Regions from separate parts of the Rattus norvegicus genome. Here region 2 is linked to region 1. Evidence: chromatin contacts called from public Hi-C data. All regions are on one chromosome and are shown on one strand. Each heading gives the region's core, a stretch centred on a gene start, on an enhancer-like site or on the middle of the called end of the contact. The rest is flanking DNA. Distances are from core to core; before and after follow the strand shown.

What was found. Hi-C and Micro-C count contacts between places; a contact is called where the count stands out from the background.
Region 2: a contact with region 1 is called in a Hi-C map of kidney, with 5 times the contacts expected there. The contact joins the promoter of Oxnad1 here to the enhancer-like site in region 1. A contact is called at or near these places in 8 of 12 Hi-C or Micro-C datasets (the A7r5 cell line, the Rat2 cell line, Schwann cells and 5 more) and 1 of 1 datasets of contacts at active chromatin or transcription factors (oligodendrocytes).

The regions. Positions count from the first base shown.
Region 1 is chr16:6,877,471-6,882,193 of GRCr8, forward strand. All of the region lies in intron 1 of Btd (biotinidase), which reads left to right. Among named protein-coding and RNA genes, the nearest start is that of Btd, 7.9 kb to the left of the region's middle. Within about 2 kb of position 2,706, at least 11 of the 93 cell types and tissues checked have an H3K27ac peak or open chromatin away from gene starts, as enhancers often do. A contact at or near this core is called in Schwann cells and kidney, where this site is marked.
Region 2 is chr16:7,297,335-7,302,057 of GRCr8, forward strand. It overlaps Oxnad1 (oxidoreductase NAD-binding domain containing 1), which reads left to right and starts at 2,421. Exons shown (of 8, transcript NM_001107295.1): 1 at 2,421-2,619. The coding sequence starts at 2,556. Dph3 (diphthamide biosynthesis 3) reads right to left here and starts at 2,662. Exons shown (of 3, transcript NM_001134850.1): 1 at 2,463-2,662; 2 at 1,981-2,055; 3 at 1-212. The coding sequence starts at 2,570. The coding sequence ends at 147.

The sequences.
Region 1 (4,723 bases), core at 1,456-3,955:
CTTCTTAGCACCCACATGGTGGCTTATGACCATCCGTAACTCCAGTCCCAGGGGGATCTGACGCCATCTTCTGGTCTCCTAGGACACTGCACACATGTGGTGCATTTGTGCAAACAAAATACCCATACCTATGCAATTAAATCAATCTTTGTAAGAAATTGTCTCTAGCTAAGTCTAGTGTTGCAAGCCTACAATCCTAGCCCGGAGGTGTATGAGTTTGAGGCTAGCCTTGGCTACATAGAGACGCCATGTCTCACAAACCAAAGCAAACAAAAATGCCTTTGATCTTTTAATTTAGCCCCCAAATGTTCTTTATCTTTGGTAGAAAGACCTTTCCTAGGCATCATCTTCCTTTCTTGAGTTTTGCCGTCTTGTTTTGGTCACTTGAATCTGCTTGTGTTCCTGGAGAACGTTCTTCAGTTATATCCTTAAATATTTTTCTCTGATCTGTTATGCAGTATTTATGGTATTAAAAATTGTCTTTGCACTCACTATACAGATTAAAATAAGACCCATTTATCCTCTGAATGTTTATGTGGGTTGGAGTGTGAGCAGGGCTTTGGACCTGTTTCGTCTCTTGCTTTCCAGGCTGTGGATGAGGTGTCAGCCCGAGTTCCAAACTCTACCATTGGAAAAACAACTTTCCTTACAGCCTTAGGATTCACGGTGACTTGCTTACTTAAGGACATCTGGAATGTGTCACTTTAAAAGCATCTGCCTTCTCTTAAAGGCCTTTCCACTTGGTGCATCTGGGACGGTCTCTTTGGATGAGCAGAATTGACTGGCATGGGACTTCAATTGAATGGTGAAGTCCCTTAAAGTTTCATTCATTGTTGGCTAGAAGCAAAACGTCACGTCTGTGTGCACCCAAAGGAAAAGAGGCTTGCTTATACAGTGCGGTCCCTGGTATGGTATCCACCACACATGATTATACAGGGAGGCCCCGATGGCGTGCCCACCACACAGCCCCTTTGTTTTCCTGGATCTCCTGCCACACTTTCATTGGAGCTTACCCAGTTGTCGTCCTTACAGATCATTTTTCCTTCTTAGGTCTTTATTCCCTTTCATGGTGCTCATGTTTCTAATTCTTGAACATTTCTATTGTTTACTTTATTTACAATATCATCTAGTTCCTTTGACTTTTCTATATTTGTCTTAATGGGTGGGGTTGGGGGAGACAACACAGTTCATTTTCGAAGGCCAGAGGTAGACATTAGGGGTATCAGGTATCTACCTCTATTACTACCCATAATCTCTTGCTGAGCCCAGAACTTGCAGATTCAGCTAGACTGGCTGGCCAGGAAGCACCTGGAATCGGCCCCTCTCCACCCATCAGTACTGGGGTACTCGTCTCCACCCGTCAGTACTGGGGTATGATGCACAGCAACATACGCTTAGGTGGGTGCTGGGATCTGAACTTGGGTCCTCACGCTTGCCACAGCCACTTTACCTACCATGCTGTTTCTCTGGCCTTATTTTTTCCCTACTTTTAAAATTAGGCTACATTTCTGTTCTGTTCTCCTTTCTCTCTGTTTCCCCTCCCTTCCCTTTTCTTCTTCAGTCTCTTTTTTCCCTTCCTCTTCCTCTTCCCTTTAATGTTTTAGTCTCTTGTCTATTTTGTGCTGTTGTTTTTTAAAATATAAAACAAGAAATTGTTACTTTATATTCATTCATTGTTACTTTGTCTTCATTCATTGTTACTTTGTCTTCATTCATTGTTACTTTGTCTTCATTCATTGTTACTTTGTCTTCATTCATGGCAACATTAGTTACACTTCTTACTGTGCTTAGGGAATTTTCTGATGAGTAATCTTATATTTCTTTTCTTACTGTGTTTTTCAAAGCATCTTTGGACTTTTGTTTACTCCTTTCAGAGTGAGTTCCTGCTGTGCTGCTTGGGTTTGTTGGCAGAGTTTTCGTGGGAGATAAACAAGGCTCTGTTGATAATTACCTTCTCTGAGCACTTTGAAGATAATCTCACTTCTTTCTCTGATATTGAGAAGTTCACTATGGTTCCGACCACTGTAAAAAAAAAAATCACTGTATCATTTTTTTCAAATTAAAAGATGCTGTGGGGTGGGGACAGCCCATGCCAGGCACATGTGTGGATATTCTGAGACCAGCCCCTGAGATTGGTCCTCTCCTTCCGCCTTTAATTGGGTTTTGTGAAGTGAACTTTGGGTTGCCACAGCTTCCCACCCCCACCCCCGTTGAGCCATGAGGATGACCCCAAGTAACAAAAGATCATTGTATTCCCATGAGAGCCTCTGTGTTTCCTTCTTAAAATCCTCAGAGATCCACAGTCTCACAATACTGCGGTAGCCCTAGTGTTCTTCTTCCTTATGCTGACTTTATTATTTTGCATTTCATTATCGAACTTGAGGCTATTATGCCCGTGTTTATCACTTTCTGTATTTACTGCTTCTCAGGAATAGTGTAGGATGCCGAATAGACTGACCCTGTCTCCTACCCTCATTCTTTGTTCCTGTCATTTCTGGGATATATATATAATCTATATTAATCTATATTAATATATATTAATCTATATTAAATATATATTATAATATATATTAAAATATATATTTTTAATTGAAAGATTTACTTTTTAAATTTTATTTTATGTGTTTTGCCTGAATATGTGTACCTCATGCATGCAGTACCCAAGGAGGTCAGAAGAGGGCATCAGATCCCCTGGAACTGGAGTTACAGAGTTAGCAGCCGTGTGGGTGCAAGTGGTCTTGACCCCTGCGTGCCTCTGCAGCCCCTTGTGCTGTCTTAAGCATTATTTGTTGGCTGCTCTAATTCTCGTGTTTTAGGGACCTCTCCATCTGACTTTACTTGCCAGAATCTTAGTCCTTGGTGCACTCTAGAGCCCACTGGGTGCTGCTTTGGTTGAAATTAATGAACTAGACCATCTTCACTTCCATTACGGTCATCTGAATTCACTGGTCCCATTTTGCTGGATGTTTTTCTTAGCTCATGAGTAATAATTTCTTTGAGTGTTTTATAATTTTGTGTTGACTCTAGTCGCATGGCTGTCCTGAATTGCCTGGGTCAAGAGTTCCTATAGAGGGAATGTGGACTGGCTTTTCCCTGCCTCTCAGGACCATGGACATCTTCAGCACTTGGTACTCCTTTATCCTGTTACCTGGGTCGTGTATACTGTAAAAATTTGAATTCCAAACTCAGTGTAAACAATAGCCTTGGTCGTAATGTCTCTCGAGTGTGGTGCCCATAGCCAAACTTTGCATGGCACATGGGCAGGCTGCTGAGAGACCCAGAGACCAAAGACAATACTCAGACACAAGGTTCATTGAAACTTATTAACACGGAGAGTCCAGTGATGATTGGCTGGAGGGTAAAGGCCCAGTGCTGGCAGACTGGAAGTCACGAGTGCACACATGCTCTCTATAGTGCTTCCTCACACTGTTTATGCTGCAAAAGGGGCTGAGGGTTTGCCGACTAAGCATTGGTCTGTCTTGTTAGATGTCCTTGTTTCCTGTGTGGTCAGAATCCCAAGGCCGAGCTGCCTTTAGAGGGTGTCTAGGGAAAGGGGTCTCCCTGGTTCTCACAGGTGACAGCCATGGTCTGTGGTTCTCAGCATACCTGTCCGTGTTCTTACCAAAAGCACTTACCAGGGCATTCTGGCCCTGGTCCCCCCTCGTTATCCATGTTCAGGTTAGAAATGGATTCCTTCTGAGGGACCAGCTTGGAAGATGCTCTCCCTTTCTTTTGGGGTGGTGGGGTGGGACGCTGATGGTGTTTATTTTTCTTTTTTTTTTTTTAAAGATTTATTTATTATATATGAGTACACTGTAGCTGTCTTCAGATACACCAGAGGAGGGCATCGGATCTCTTTACAGATGAGAGCCACCATGTGGTTGCTGGGAATTGAACTCAGGACCTCTGGAAGAGTAGTCGGGTGCTCTTAACCACTGACCCATCTCTCCAACCTGTGTTTATTTTTCTAATCAGAGTCCAACATGAGGTAAAAAAGAGTTTGCAGGTCCAGGCAGATACTTTTCCAGACAGGCAGGTGTTTGTGTTTTCCTTCTTTGCAGGGAAGGAATAATTCCTCACGTCTTCTTAGCCAGGTGCCCAGATCTCACTGCAACCCTAAGATTCTTTTCTGAGACTGTCTCTGACTATCAGACTTCTTAGATACCAAGACTGGGGAATATCGGTCTTATGTCACCATTCTGGTTTCTAATTTCTAACTTACTTTATATTTCAAAGGCTTTATTTAAGAGAAATTTCTAGGGGCTGGGGATTTAGCTCAGTGGTAGAGCGCTTACCTAGGAAGCGCAAGGCCCTGGGTTCGGTCCCCAGCTCCGAAAAAAAAAGAACCAAAAAAAAAAAAAAAGAGAGAAATTTCTAGGCTCATAGCAAAATGGAACAGAAAAACAGTCGTCCTGCGTCCACTGTCCTGATTCGTCATTAGGGGCCAGCATCCGGGGCCAAAGTGTGTGCACTGGGTTCAGCTGATGAGCCCGCATAGGCCTGCCATCCTCCGGAGCCTGCAGTTTACAGTAGGATGTACTCGATCTGTTGTATCCGCAGACCGTCTTTGGTAATGGATGCTGTGGTTGTGGGCATTCCTGACAGGAAGGAAAGGCTATGGAAGTCCAGTGGTCTAGCAGACCTGAGCCCAGAGCTCAGTTCACTTGGCCTCAGGTACACACAGCAGTAAGAAAGGCTGCTCCCGAGACCAGACAGTTGTCCA
Region 2 (4,723 bases), core at 1,171-3,670, 420 kb after region 1:
CACGCCGAGGTCAGTGGCTGATGTAGATCACACCCATGAGGCCATCCACAGGATAGTTGCCCACTGAGGAGGTTGGTAACTCTGCACCGGATCCAGCCACCTGGGCTCAGCCCCCGCTGTTCTGGATGTGGGTTCTGAGAGCGTCCTCAGCACTTAACTAACCCTTTGTTGGTTGAAGGAGCTGGGACTGTTTCTCCACACATGAACTGATCCTAAGAAGAAGAAGAAATGCTATTGGCCACCAGCTCTTTGTGCCACAAATGCATTAGCATCACTTTCCTTTGTTACAGAATCAATCTGGCTATAGTTTTCCCTGTTCTGTCACCTTACTTTCTTTCCTTCTTTCTTTCTTTTAATGCTAGCAATGAAAAAAAATCAAGATGTGAAAATTTGGGGAAAAATCCATTCATAATATTATAAAAATGCCAACAAACTTAGATTACAAAGTTTAAGTCTTATGTACCAAGAACTAACTGTTGTTCAGAGATGAGCTGTGTGCTGTATGATTGTAGCCCTCGATCTATCCAATAGATATCAGTAGCTATCCCAGTTGGCACAACTGGAGACAAAGGAACATTTTAAAGACTTATTTTTCTTTTTTACTTATGTGTATGCGTGTACCCCACATGTGTGTGGGTGCCTGTGAGGGAAGAGGAGGGCACCAGATTCCCTAGGACTGGAGTTGCAGGTGGCTGGAAGCCCCCATGTGGAAGATGTAAATGCCCACTCCTTTGGAAGCTCTTAGCCACTAATCCATCTCCCCAGACCCAATAACGCTTTATTTTTGTACAGAGAACTGGTGTCTAAAAGTATGCTGGTGTTTAGCCCTAAGGCCACTAGTTAATAAGCAGTGTCACATAAATATCTTAACTAGGGAGCCACCAGTTCCCAGAAATAAACATGTCACGCCTTCCAAGGTTTTACATTAATCAGTTCAATATCTGGTCATTCAAATACATAAGCTCTTCAAATGAGTAATAAAAAGAATGTCTCTGTGTTTCCCAACACAGACCTCCAATAGTAATTATTTGTAAATGAAGTCCAGGCTCTGATCTTTCATCCTGGCTTATTCCAGCGACCACAAGAACTTTCCCAGTCACTGCACATCTCCTACAGAGTGATCCCCCACAGAGTCAGCCCCTAGCCTGTCCCTGTTGGTCTTTGTCCCATAAACCATTTTAATATAAAAATGAATCATTACATTTTATTGTCTAAATTAATAACAGCTTCTCCCACAAAGTTCTGTGTTTTGTCCAACACTCATTTTAGAATTTACCCTTCAGACTCCAAAGCTCTACCTAAACTTTGGGTGGGAAATAAAGGCATTTACCCCTTTCCTATTGCCATTCTTACTGGATACAAAGGAACATGAAACTGTAACACTGCATCCAGGAATTATATCTCAAACTGGGTAGATTCTATACATAAGCCAGGCAATCAATATCATGCAATCTTCTAAAAATGTCCTAGAGCTCTGAACAAACTAAACTAAATATTAAATGCACGAGAAATCTCAAAAGGAAGAACATCAATGAAATAACCTTCATGATAATTTTTTATTCCTGATTAAGTCGCCAATTTCATTACAAAGCAATTTCTTTATTGCTCCTTCCAAAGTGATCATAAGTTACATAATTTAAACTTGAACAAGATTAGCAAACAGTTACTGGCAATTTTTAAAGGCTTTGTAAAAATAGCCCTTCGTTTAGCACAGGGTTAAGAAACACTCTTCTAGGCTGGGTGTGGTGGTGTATACCTATAATCCCAGCTTTTGTGATGCAAAGCAGGCAAATCTCTGTGAACTCAAGGCCAGCCTGGTCCACATAGTGAGTCCCAGTACAGCCAGGGCTACATAAAGTCCCTGTCTCAACAAACAAACAAACAAACACCCAACACTCTTCCACACTTTTATATCAGACAGGCTGCTTTAGGCCTTTGTCATTAGCTCACACCACCCATCCCTTTTAATAGACCCCTTACTTTGTCATAAATCACTTTTATAATGAGTGAGCAGCTAGGACACGTTGCCACATCTTCTCCATTTTCCAAATCTTCCTACAACGCAATCAAACAACATGTAGTCAGCATCGCCTTTCGTCAACTTCCCACAAACCTCTCCTACGTCTATGTACAAGTCTTTGGTTAGGTAACAGCACAAAAAACTTTCCCCCAAGTCTCATCTAGGGAAACAACAAGGGAGATTAGGTTGGTTCGATCGCCTCCAAAACCCTGGGGTACAAAATCGAGTTCTCTTCTTTAAAAAAACCTCCCAGGAAAAAAAGATTCTAAAGGTGGGGCTAGGGAGAACAGCGCCAGTAACCAGACCCTGTATCCTTGACAGCTCAGGTTACTACTTTAGGGGCGGAGGTTCAGAAGAACACGTGGATGACTGAGCCTTCCCAGGGACGCCGGAAGCGAAAATGCGCAAGCTCTAGGAGTCGCCGGCCAGCCCTTTAGAGTACCTTGGTGATGGAGAAGTTATCCCCACAGGGGCAGGGGTAGAAATACGTCTCTGTGTCCTCGTCATATTGAAAGTCCTCGATCTCCACCTCGTCATGAAACACCGCCATGGTCACCCGGTCCGGACCGCATCAGTTTGCCTAGCTGCGCCCAGGCAGGGTAGGCCCGGGCGGCCCTCCCTGGAGCAGGAACAGTCACTTCCGGACGCACAGGCGATGACGTAACTTCCACCGCCGCGGCCAAATGGGTGACCTGGTCGCGGTCACCATGGAGATAGCGCTGGAAAGATGGCGCTTCCTGCGCAGCAGGGTTGCGCAGTTCTACGTCCACGGCTGCCAACGACCAATAGGGTGAAGGGCTCCCGCACATGGGGGCTACGTCACTTCTGGGCCCGGGGAGTTTGGGCTTGGGATATAAACGAGTGTTTTATGCTGGTGGTGTCGTGTCCTCCATCGCTGACTTCAGAGAACATTTAAAGAGTTGATAGAGGCTACTCCCTCTTAAGAGGGGGTCAGTGAGACTCAGGGAGCCACACAGCGTCCTCTCCAGTCCTCCTCGACACACAGCGCTCCTGCAGTAGCGTTTCAGGCGACCTTGAGCTCTGAGTGACGCCTGGCCTGTTATGAGTTCCTGCCTGCAGGTACACCGCTACCTCTCTCACCCCAGCCACCTTCTGATACCCCGATTGTGTTGTAGAGGACCAAGATCTGCAAGACAGGGACGAGTTCTAGCCGTATTTTCAATATTCACTGCAGTGGCGGGTGCAGTAGCCATAGAAACATCACTTTTAATTATTGGGGTTTTTTTTTGTGGGTCGCCTATGCGTTAAATGTAAGTCTGTTGATCCTGGGGTTCAAAAATCCATTTTATCCATTCTTAACATAGATTCAGAGACTGGCATCTTGCCCCAGATTACATACCTAGGCCATAACGAAGGACTTGGCTGTCTCTAAAGCCAAGTTCTTTATGTGAACTTTAGTTCTTGGTAAAAGGAATGGTGTCCCTGGTAGTGTAGTCAGCGTGCAGCCTCTTCTTAGAAGCTAGAATCGAAATGCAGATGAGAAGCGCTTTGTTCTGAAAGCTGCGAGGGCTTGTTTGGGTTATGGCCAGGGACTTTAGAGCATTGTTGTAATTATTACTAAGCAAGTACTCATCTCACTGGAGGAGTGCAGTGTAACTGGATCAGAGTCTGACGTGAAAGGCTAGAAAATTACGGTTTTTTTGGTTCTTACTTCCTCTTCTGAGAATAGATCCTTTGGAATCCAACATTTGCACAAGAATTAACAGTTCAGCAATCACCTTTAGCTTATGTAGTTTACATTTCTAATGGATGCTGTATTTAAGTATGTACAGTTGTTTGCATGTTACCAACTTTGTGCATGTTGAAAGGACACTATACTTTGAAGCCTTTTTGAAGTGTGAAAACCTAAAGGCAGAAAAGCCTTTGGGAGGAAAAATCCAGAACTTAAACAAGTGTATGGAAGGTTGTCTCAAAGATCTCACTTCCTTTTTTTTTTTTTTTTTAACATAATTGGAGATCTACACAGCAATTAGATATTTGTAGCCTGTCTGAGTAGAAGAGAAATCCGGTGGAAGTCTTGTAAATATAAATACTTCACAGGTAGCCTCTGGGACACAGGAAGGAAACTGATTTTCTAGTGTCTATTTTCTGTTCAGATGATCTTTAGTTCTTCTGAGCCATTCTTGAATGTGCAGAAATGGATGCAGCTGTTGGTAGGGAATGGCTTGGCAAGTATATCGATCTGTAACCCTGCACTGATGCAAGCAGGGACAGAGGCACAGAGACGGGTGGATCCCTGGAGCACAGTGGCCAGCGAGTGGGTGAGCTCCACGTTCGGGAAGAGGCTATCGCCACGTGAGGCTCATAGTGTGTATAAGTTGTTAGGTCTTTTATTTAAAAAGCAAACACACAAAGGGCTGAAGAGCTGGGTCATCAGTTAATAACACTGGCTGCTCTTCTCGAAGACCCACGTTAAATTCTCAGCACGTACACTGAGGTTAGTTATGCGTCTAACTCCAGTTCCAGGCCACCCTTTTCTGGCCTCTGAGGGTACCAGGCATGCACATGGTGCACAGATGTGCATGCAGGGAAAATACCCATGCACATAAAATAATAATCATGGTAATAGCAATAATGAGTTAGAGAACTGGCACACTGGTTGATGGCACTCGTTGCTCTGCTAGAGGACCTGGGTTCGATTCCCAGCACCCACATAGAAGTTCACAACTGTAACTGCAGTCC